Linked DNA regions of Oryctolagus cuniculus: region 2 is linked to region 1. The links are chromatin contacts, called in public Hi-C maps. All regions are on one chromosome and are shown on one strand. Each heading gives the region's core, a stretch centred on a gene start, on an enhancer-like site or on the middle of the called end of the contact. The rest is flanking DNA. Distances are from core to core; before and after follow the strand shown.

What was found. A called contact is a pair of places that touch in the nucleus more often than the background predicts.
Region 2: a Hi-C map of skin fibroblasts shows a contact between it and region 1, with 2.3 times the contacts expected there. The contact joins two enhancer-like sites. A contact is called at or near these places in 2 of 6 Hi-C or Micro-C datasets (embryonic fibroblasts and skin fibroblasts).

Annotation. Positions count from the first base shown.
Region 1 is chr6:44,851,571-44,856,954 of mOryCun1.1, reverse strand. No RefSeq gene overlaps it. Among named protein-coding and RNA genes, the nearest start is that of CLINT1, 89 kb to the right of the region's middle. Within about 2 kb of position 2,989, at least 1 of the 8 cell types and tissues checked has an H3K27ac peak or open chromatin away from gene starts, as enhancers often do.
Region 2 is chr6:45,063,812-45,069,195 of mOryCun1.1, reverse strand. No RefSeq gene overlaps it. Among named protein-coding and RNA genes, the nearest start is that of CLINT1, 300 kb to the right of the region's middle. Within about 2 kb of position 2,680, at least 2 of the 8 cell types and tissues checked have an H3K27ac peak or open chromatin away from gene starts, as enhancers often do.

The DNA of each region.
Region 1 (5,384 bases), core at 1,740-4,239:
TATATCAAGCTAAGAAGCTTCTGTACCTCCAAAGAAATACTTCAAGTGAAGAGACAACTGACAGAAATGGGAGAAAACATTTACAAACTATGCAACTGATAAAAGATTAATATCCAGGATCTGTAAAGTACTCAAGAAACTCAACAACAACAAAACAAGCAATCCAGTTAAGAAATGGGCAAAGGACCTGATCACATACTTTTCAAGAGAGGAAATTTAAATGGCCAACAGACTAATGAAAAAATGGTCAGGATCACTAGCCATTGGAAAAATGTAAATTAAAACCACAATGAAGTTTCATCTTATCCCAGTTAGAATGGCTCTCACACAAAAATTTTTGTAAAAAATGCTGGTGAGGATGTAGGGGAAAAGATTGCCTAATCTAATGTTGGTGGGAATTCAAACTAGTACAGCCACTGTGGAAGACACTATGAACATCCCTCAGAAAGCTGAACACAAATCTACCATATGACCCAGCCATCACACTCCTGGGAATTTACACAAATTAAATTAAATCAGCATATGAAAGAGTTATCTGTACTCCATGTTTATTGTAGCTCAATTCACAATAGTTAAGATATGTAATCAACCCACATACACATCAACCAATGACTAGAAATGACTAGCCATAAAAAAGAATGAAATCCTGTCTTGGGCAACAAAATCATTATACTGAAAATCATTATACTTAATGAAATAAGCCAGTACCAAAAGGACAAATATCTTATGTTCTCCCTGATATATGGTAACTAATAGAGTACCAAAAGATAATGTCTATTACTGAAACTGACTTTTTGAGAATTGACTAGTTTACAGCCCTCGTTTCTACTGCTGTAGAACAGTTTGGTTTTTTTCCTTATTTTTTTGGATACTTAGCAGAGGTTTAATCTTATGATTAGAAAATGAAAGCATATCATTGTAAAAATTAATAATAAAGGAAGGAGAAGGGAGAGTGGGAACATGGGCAAGAAGGAGGGTAGAGTAAGAAGCATCACTATGTTCCTAAATCTGTATGAAATTTGCTCACCTTACATAAATTTTGAGAATTATTTTAAAAAAAGAAAACTAGTGGAGACTTTGCCACCCACATGGCAGACCTAGACTGAGTTGCTGGTTCCTGGCACAGCCCAAGCTGTCATTGGCATTTGGGGAGTCAACTAATGGATTCAAGTTATTCTTCTGTTGCATTCAGTCCCTCTCTCACTTTCTCTGTCTCTCTACCTTTCAAATAATTTTTTTTAAAGTTTTTAATGTGAGTGGTAGTAAAAACTACCCTAGGGTTATCAGTGACACATATGTTCACATATGTGAACTGCTCAGGACAGTGCTTTGATCTGTTTCCACCATTATGCTTAAGTAGTGATACCATGGGATAATTTTTGCTCTCTTTTACATTTTTCCTTAGGATATGAGCTTTCCCTTTTTTTAACAAAGATTTTTTGTAATCTGAAAAAAATTTATTTTAGCAAAATAAAAAGGAATGGAGGGAGAGGGGAAATAAATATGTTTCATTCTTTTGGGTTAATTCCAGTTTTATTTACCACTGAACTCTGATTTCATTAGATCATTTTAACTGTGATTATTTGAAGAAGACTTGAGGGTTTTTTGTAGAAAATAAACATTTCCTTTATAGTACAAATATTTTAGTCTTTCATACATTTGTCCTATAATTTAGACTTTTTAAGTTTCTTAAAGGCAAGATAAATATGAGTGCCCATTCAGATAATGGTAGTATTTTCTCCTTTTCCTAACTTTCTATGTTGATAATTTTTAAGCATAAAACTTGAAAAAATAGTACAATTAACAGTCTTTGTAGCCACATTTCAACAATTAAACATTTTCCCTTATGTGTTTTCTATCTCCCCTGCTTAAACACAACAGAACTTCAAATAGTTGATGGAAAATGGAATTAGCATATAAATTTTTTGATCAAAAATTGAAATCCTTGTCTTTTTTCATATTATGCATATCCATGAGCTTTGTTTTTTAAAAAAAGGATTTATTTATTTATTTGAAAGGCGGATCATCAGATAGAAGGGAGGAGAGAAAGGTTTTCTATCTGCTAATTCACTTATCAAATGGCCACAACAACTCAGGCTGGAACAGGTTGAAGTCAGGATCCAGGAAATCCATCCGTCCCACCTGTGTGACAGGGGCCCAAGCACTTAGGACATCTTCCCCTGCCTTCCCTTGCACATTACCAGGAGGCAGGATCAGAAGCTGAGAAGCCATAGTTCAAACCAGCACTCCAGTATGGGATGCCATCATCAGAAAGAATAGCTTAACAGTGTGCCACTACACTGGCCCCTCCGTGAATTTTTTGAAGACCCTGCATATTCAAGGATTTCACATGTTGTGCATTAAAATAAAATATTTCAATTCCACTTTCCATTAACTTTTTGGCATAACCTATACATGGATCAGTTTTTTTGTTAGCCAGCTAAACTTCAGGCATCATCCCACTTCGCCTCTGAACACTGCAGCATGAAGTATTCAAGAATAAGCACATTTTTCTAGATAGTCACAATACTATGAGATAATGGAAATTACCCTCTCACATCAGTAAACATTGCCATGCAATTATTTATTCATTCCACAAATATTTATTGAGCAAAACAAATATGGTTCCACCCTTCATGGAATGAAGGAGAGATTTAGAAACAGTCACACAGCTCATTCACTATATAATTACAAATGTGGTGAATGTCCTTAAGTAAAGTAGATAGTATATCCACTTCAAACTTATCTTGGATTCTCTAGTTCTAAAAATAAAAGTAATGACAAGCCCTGATTGTCGTATTAGGAGATTTCCAATTGCAAACAACAGACACCCAGAGAAAATAGCTTGGGGGATGCATATTTATTGGCTCACTCTAAGCACAACCAGAAGGACCTTAAATGGCATCTTCCCTTGCATCTCCACACCCCAACTTCATCCTCACTGCTGATTTAATTCTCAGCAGCAGCCTTTCTCCAAACAGATGTTGACTGGTTGACTTGTAACTAGATCCAGATAAAGATCTCTCAAAACCCAGGTTCCAAGACTTAGAGAATATCTGATTGGTTTATACTGGGTTATGCACCCCTCTCTGAACCCAATCCTGGGCCCAGTGCAATGTCATGTTCCCATTGGTCAGGCTGAGACCCATGCCCACACATTGTGCCTGACAAAAGGGGAAGGGGTACTTTCATTCAAATTGGAAATTTTTCTTCCATCACATTGGATGGTCAAAAGCCACTTGCCTTCCTCATGACAGCGTCTAAAATTCTGCCCCTCCACAGGTCCTGGAAACCTACAGAGGACCTAAGAAACTGGAGTCCATTGTACCACAGCAGATACTCCCAAACGGGGGAAAGCAGCCAAAAGCTTCCAGTTCTCGCTAGAGCTATGTCTTAACAGGCCAATTCCACCAGGGGTCAGGGCAGAGCGAAAAAGCAGAATCAACTCCCGGAGGGCTCTTCAGCAGCTCGCCAGCGCTCCCTGGGAGCAGCCGGGGGTGAGGCCAGCTGCAAGCCATGACTCTTTCAGAATGGACTTTCTAGTGGACTGATCTAGACCGGAGCGGGTAGCAGACAGGATGAGGAAGGTGATTTTTAGAAACTTGCACTGCAGCTGCACACGAACACAGACTTCAGGGACCCAGAATCGTGCAAAATGAAACACAAAATGTACTGCTGTAGTGGGAATCTCACCTCCACCTGTGCCTGCCTCTCTAGGAGCAACTTCCACTACCCTTCTGCCTGCTCATTAAGGCTCAGCCACACTGATTGCCTCTCTCTCTGCACCTGGAACACCAGGCTTATTCCAGAGCCTCTACACCTGCAGTAATCTCAGCCTGGTACATCCTTTTCCTAGATCTCTCTTTGCATATCGGGTTCCTGTAAAGGGGGTTTCAGCTTAAATGTTAGTCCCCATCCCCTGCTAACCTAGTCTAATACACAGTAATGCCAACACATCGCTCTTCCTATCACTTATCACCCTCTCAATTTATCTGTAAACTGACTGATTTGTTATTGTACTTTCCCCACTCCACACCAAAGCCCAAGAAACTCAGGGACTTTGTTGAGAGTGTGGTTTCCCCAGCACCTAGAATTCTGCCTCTTGGGAGCATTTAATAAGGGCTCAGTAAACATTTGTTGAAAAACAGAACAAAAGTATGAGCTCTAGTTTTCCACCTATGCGATGCTTATACATTAATAATGCTAGCAAATACTGTATTGTCTTTTAGGCACATTGCAAGGGCTGTGGTGAGCTCTGTATGTCTACTTTATATTTCTTCAGTCCCAACAAGACCTCAAATATTCTCAGGACTTCAAATATCCAAAGACATGTTTCTGATGCTGAAATCCCTCTCTTAGCAATCTCTCCCTCCAGCTTAATTTAAAATTTTTAAAGTATCCTCTGCTGCAAGAACATTTGTTCAAGGAAAATTTTACCTGGAAGACTTACATGAAAAACAATTGAAAAAAATTATCATGTTTTAGGCCATAAAAAGGCCTTCAATAAATTTCAGTAACGGGAATCCTCGGGCTATTATCTCTGACCTAAGGTAATTGAGTTAGAAGTTTGTAATAATAGATGAGACATTTCTCAGTTTTTAGTACTCTAGCTCAGAATTGAAAAAGGGAGGAGAGATTTAGTATTTTGTTCTTTCTACTGTCAGGGTTCTCCAGGGAAACACAATCCATGAGGTTTATATAGAGCTACAGGAAAAGCCACATTGTGAGGGACTGGTTCACCTGATCGTGGAGGCTGAGAAGTCCCACCGCCTGCGATCTTCGAGCTGGAGGCCCAGGAGAGCCGGTGGTTTAGTTCTAGTTCAAGCCTAAAAACTGGCAGCCAAAAAGCCAAATAGTGCCCATCCAGTCTGAGACCAAAGGCCCCAAAACAGAAGTGGGAGTGTGGAGCTGATAGTGAAAAAATCCCTGAGTCCAAAGGCTTGAGAAAACGGAGCTCCAATGTCCCAGGGCAAGAGAAGATGGTCGTCCCAACTCAACGGAGAAAGACTTCTCCCTTCCTCTGTCTTGCTCTGTATGGGTCATCATCAGATCAGATGACTCCACCCACTTTAGGGAGGGTAAGCTTTCTTTCATTTAGTGCTATGGTTTAAACGTGTGTGTCTTCCAAACTTCAGGTGTTGCCCATGTGATATTATTAAAAGGTGAGGGTCTTTAAGAGGTGATGAGGTCATGAGGCCTGCTCACTGTGGAAAGGTTTGAAACCTTTCTAGAAAAGGCTTCCTTCTAGAACCGACACCTTGATCCTTCTTGGTCTTTCCAACCTCTAGAACTGAGAAATGTCTTTTATTTAAAAATTACCCATATACATTTTTTAAAAGATTTAAGTAATTATTTGAGAGGCAAAGTTACAGACTGAGAGAGGG
Region 2 (5,384 bases), core at 1,431-3,930, 210 kb before region 1:
GTCCTTGACCTCAAAACCTTGGCACCATGTTTGGAATTTCTCTCTCCAATCACCTATTCATCCAACCAAAAGGTTCTTGACATTTTCTACATATCTCAGAATAGCCTACATATTTTTTCAGGACCCACACACCTAGTCCAGGACCCCACTTTCGCAAACAAGCTCTGGTCACCAAGATGGCCTCCCCTAATCCCAGAGCAGCCCACATGTAACTGGTGGATTTATCTTCCCAAATGATGCTAGGTACAGATCATTTCCTCTCTAAAACATCTTCAGGTTTAAGCCCCTTTTCCATATTTAAGAACTGGTCCCCTGAACCATTATCTGGTCCTCAGCAATCATAAAGGGAAGGGCGCTAACATCCATGGGTCATCTCATTCAATCCTCATTAGAAACCCACCAGATATATCTGATTATAGTCCCAATTTTTTTTTTTTTTTTGACAGGCAGAGTGGACAGTGAGAGAGAGAGACAGAGAGAAAGGTCTTCCTTTTGCCGTTGGTTCACTCTCCAATGGCCGCCGCGGCCGGCGCACCGCACTGATCCGATGGCAGGAGCCAGGAGCCAGGTGCTTTTCCTGGTCTCCCATGGGGTGCAGGGCCCAAGCACCTGGGCCATCCTCCACTGCACTCCCGGGCCACAGCAGAGAGCTGGCCTGGAAGAGGGGCAACCGGGACAGAATCCGGCGCCCCGACCGGGACTAGAACCCGGTGTGCCGGCGCCGCTAGGCGGAGGATTAGCCTAGTGAGCCACGGCGCCGGCCTAGTCCCAATTTTTTTAAAAAAAATATTTATTCATTTATATGAACAAGTGACAGAGAGACAGAGACAGACAGATATCTTCCATCGGCTGGCCCATTCCCCACGGGCTCCAACAGTTAAGGCTGGGCATGATTAAACCCAGGAACCAGGGGCTCCACCACCCAGGTCTGCCACAAGGGTGTCAGGGACCCCAGTACTTGAGCCGTCACATGCTGCCTCCCAGACACACTAAGAGGAAGCTGGATTGGAAGTGGAGTTGTTGGCACATGATATGGAATTCAGGCATCCCAAGTGTTAATTAACCAGGAGCAGCACAAATCCCACCCCCATACCTCAATTCTACAGATGAGTTGTTAAAGCCCATAGCAGTGAAATGTCACATACAAGGGCTGCCAAATGCCCATGGAAAATACGTAACACATAAAAATTACACATGAATATTCACAAAAAAAAATTTACTAAAATAAACTCACTTTTCATTCCATTCTTCCACAAACTCTAGAAGACTTCTCATGTGTCAGAGTAAAGTGGTAAAACTAGAAACTAGACTGTGGCCATCAGTCTCCAGGGGCCTCTTAACCTCCATCCTACATTACCTTTTTTTTTAAAGATATTATTTATTTGAGAGGTAGAGTTTCAGAAAGAGAAGAAAAGATATAGAGAAAGGTCTTCCATCTGCTGGTTCACTCCCCAGATGGCCCCAATGTCTGGAGCTGAGCCAATCCAAACTAGGATCCAGGAGCTTCTCCTGAGGCTCCCACACAGGTGCAGGGGCCCAAATACTTGGGCCATCTTCCGCTGTCCTCCCAGGCCATAAGCAGAGAGCTGGATCGGGAAAATAGCTGAGACATGACCCAGTACCCATATGGGATGCCAGCACTGCAGGTAGAGGCTTAGTCCACTAAGCTACAGCGCCAGACCCGATCCCACATTACCCTTAACCGCTTTTCCCCTCTTCTGCCCTCTCAGAGCTTTCACCCCTGTCCAACCACAAGACACTGTCACAGGGACCACAATTCAACTCTTATCCTGGAAGAGAAGTGGTGCCTCCGAACCTGGAGCACCGTAACAGAGCAGGGACAAAACCTCTGTTCGGACAGTAGCTCTGTCAGATGTCTCCGACAGCAGGCTGCCAGCCAGTCAGAGGGCAGCTGCTCACAGCTGCATTTCAAAGCAACACACTAAGGTAAGCTACTAACGTGTGGACTCAACCACTCCACAACTTGCTTAAAAGCCACACTGTGTTTCCTGCACAATGGCCGCAGGCCAAAACACACACATTCCAGTTTTTACGACATGCAGGTAAGCATTCTATTAATGGCCCCTTCCCTGTTCCCTCACTCTCACTTGTGTGTTGTGCTCTGCTTGTTCCTTCTCCTTGGTTTTTTCCTGTCTTAGCTCAGCTCTGCTCTCTGCCTTCCTAGCTTCCAGGACCTCCTGATCAAGGCTTGCTTGCCCATCTCCCACCTGGCTTTTCTGCAACTTCCTCACTGTGGCGGTTTCCCCTCCTTCTGGACCTTGATCAGATTTTCCCCAGTGACTCAGCTTCCCTGCCCCCATCTTCCTGTTGGCCAGACACAGCCTCCATTCCCTGCCTTTTCAGTGTCTTGGCTCCAGCAATGAGGACGTGAAATCTCACTCCAGTTCCCACTTCTCCCACTTCCGGCAGCCTCCATCCTCTCTCCTCCTCCATAGCTACTCCCCTTTCCTTCTGGACACCTGGTCCCCTTCTTTCACTCTCCTTCCCTCACACCCTTCACCTCTGCCCTTTGCTTCCGGAGACTCTCATCTGTCTTCCCCTCCAGCCCTTTGAGTCCCCTCCTGGTTTTCACCTTCCCCTCCCCTTATCTTTGTTTTTCTTCCTTCTGGCTGCTGATAGAGTAGGAGAAGTTGAGCCCCAGGAGCCAGTCTGTCTGTCTAAAATGAAAACTGCACAGACAAGGGGTCTTGGTGCCTACATGCAGTCTGCTCCTGACTAGAGCTGAGCTAGAAGGCTTCAGAGTGCAGTCACTCCGCATGCCAGGCATCCAGCTCAGTGCACAGAAGGCAGAAAGAACCAACTGTTCCTTTCTTTCAGTGATCTCGTGGAAGTCAAGGCCAAACATCAGGTTTGAGACATGTCATTAGTAAGATGTAGCTTTGGGGAGGGACTTCATGACTAAAACTGCGCCCTCCCCATGATACACATACACACACACACACACACACACACACGCATGCACTCACACATGCACACACAAATCTTTTGTCAGAGTAAACAGCCCTTTTCAGCTGTAATGCATCCAACTCTCACACTGCAAAATAAAAATTCTAAAAGGAACCAGAAGCACTACAACAGGAGATGTTGCTGCTGGAGAAAAGGCTGCTTCCAGCCCCTTACCTCCAGCCCAACAATACTTTTCAACTTGTGCTGTTCCTGTTTCCTTAGCAAAGCTTCCATTCAAGCAGAGCCGGTGCCTTTTCTTAGAGGACAGCGCCATCTAGCAGGTGAAATTCCAAACCCTTAGCTAAGTGCTGAGACAACCTCCCAGCTCCAATTTCTCTTTCTCTCAGCCAATCAAACTCCACCAGATCTGAAGTGGTGATTCAACCCGGTGGCTTTGGATATCTGAATAATGGCTTGGACCCCTCTCTGGAGCTATGTGGCACTCTTTGTTCCTCTGTCATTTCTGCTTTATCCCTTCTGTGATGACCCTATTTCCATCTGAATTTATGGGAGGGACACAATTAAGCCCATTAGAAAGGCAAATCATTTTTATTTCCCTTGCATAGCCTGATCAATCAGTAGCAGCTTATTAGACCTCTACCAAAAAGACCGAGAAGGATTCTAAGACCAAGTGCACATAAACAGGGAAGACTGCTGTGAAACACTGCCAGTGCCTGCTGAAGGCATGGGCACGTACGGCAGCCGCATGCTGGTCACATGTTTGCCTTCCCTGGAGTAGAGCATGTGCAGGACCCAGCTGCTGCATAACACCAAAGACATTCCAAGGCCACAGCAATTAATCTTCTCAAACCCCTCCTCTTACAGAGGAAGCAAACTGAGGGCCAGTCAGGTGATGTCTTACATAAGACCTCCCAGCTCTTTTGTAGCAATATCAAGACTATACCCTAACCTCATATCTCTTCTTCTATCATCCTTTCCAATATCTCAGGTTGCCTCTAGTGACATTCAGTAGGGGTAGAAATTCATATTGCCTCGACAAGAGTACCCAAGTCCTGCAATCTCATTCACCCAAGAAGGAAACATCTGAAGAGCACTGCCCAGAGTGGGAGCTCTGGCTAGAGTCTGTGACCGACTCCATGGCTGCTCAGATAACTAGGCACAAACGATCTCGAAGCCACACCTTCACCTTTCCAGAGAACATAGTGGCACCAGTTAGTGACGGATGCCATTGCTACAGGCATTGGCCTGGAGAGTGGAAACATGAATGTTATAGATTTTCCAGGTGCTGCTGATTTTGTGTTAAGACCTTGCAGTGAGTGACTTGGGCAGGAGTCAGAAAGCAAATTCTTGAATATTAATTAAAAAGCTGAGTTAAGGGACACGCTGTGATAATTCTTATGCCTATCCCAGTAACATAACCTGCTCCAATGGCTTTTGGAACAAACCTCTTTTCCTTGTAGCTTCCTGACCGAGATGCACCCCTAAATTCAATCCTACTGAAATTATTTCTGGCCTTTGTCCATTCAACCCCCAGAGTCATTTGGTGAGAGAAAGACTCCAAGACCTAGTTGAGCACTAGTAACTTCCATTTATTTGGTGCAAGTAATAGGCAAGGACTGTTTCTTAAAGAGTTATCTGTCAGCCACTGCAGGTGAAAGGACACACAAAGGTCCACTAGCTCTCTAATCCTGGAAAAAGTCAACTACAAAAGAGGAGATACAATTTCTCTGAGGCTCTCCAACATGCCCCAACCTTCCATGAGGCTGCTCAGAGACACTTTTGAGAAGCTGAAAGCATGTGCATCTACATGGAACTATTGATACTTGGTCAGCTTCTTCCAACCCAGCACCCTCTTACTCCACAAAGTTAACGCTCAATTATAATTTAGTTCTATTGATATCAGATGCCAAGTCAGATATTGGCACAACATGCAAAGAAAGAGTAATTCAACCTGGGAGCTGGAGAAGTTCCTTTACAGAGTCCATACATTTAAGTAGGACTTAGAAGAAAGAATGAGGTTTTGCCATAAGTCTTCATCAACAGATTAACATATTAGAGAGAAATAAAGACTATTGTGGGGATTTCTTAGTGTGGACTGCATCTGTACATGTTAAAGTCTCTGGATTTATTCTCAAATGGAGTTGTTAGTTCCAGGAAGGAATGCTCTCAACAGAAAATTTGAACTGACCATGGCTTACTGTGTCACCTCAGTCAAGTCACCCTACTATCCTGTGCCTTGGCTTCTTCAATCATTAAATAAAATTGACTTCCAACATCAAGCTCCATGAGACTTGAAATTTTAACTAACAAGTATGTAAAAGCTTTTGAAGATAAAAGGAACTGTTCAAAACAACAATAGTTACAGTAACAATGTTTACTGAGCACTTACTACCTTCTAGGAACTGTGTCTTGAGCTTATAAAATTTTATTACCACAGCAATCATTATTGTTGCCAT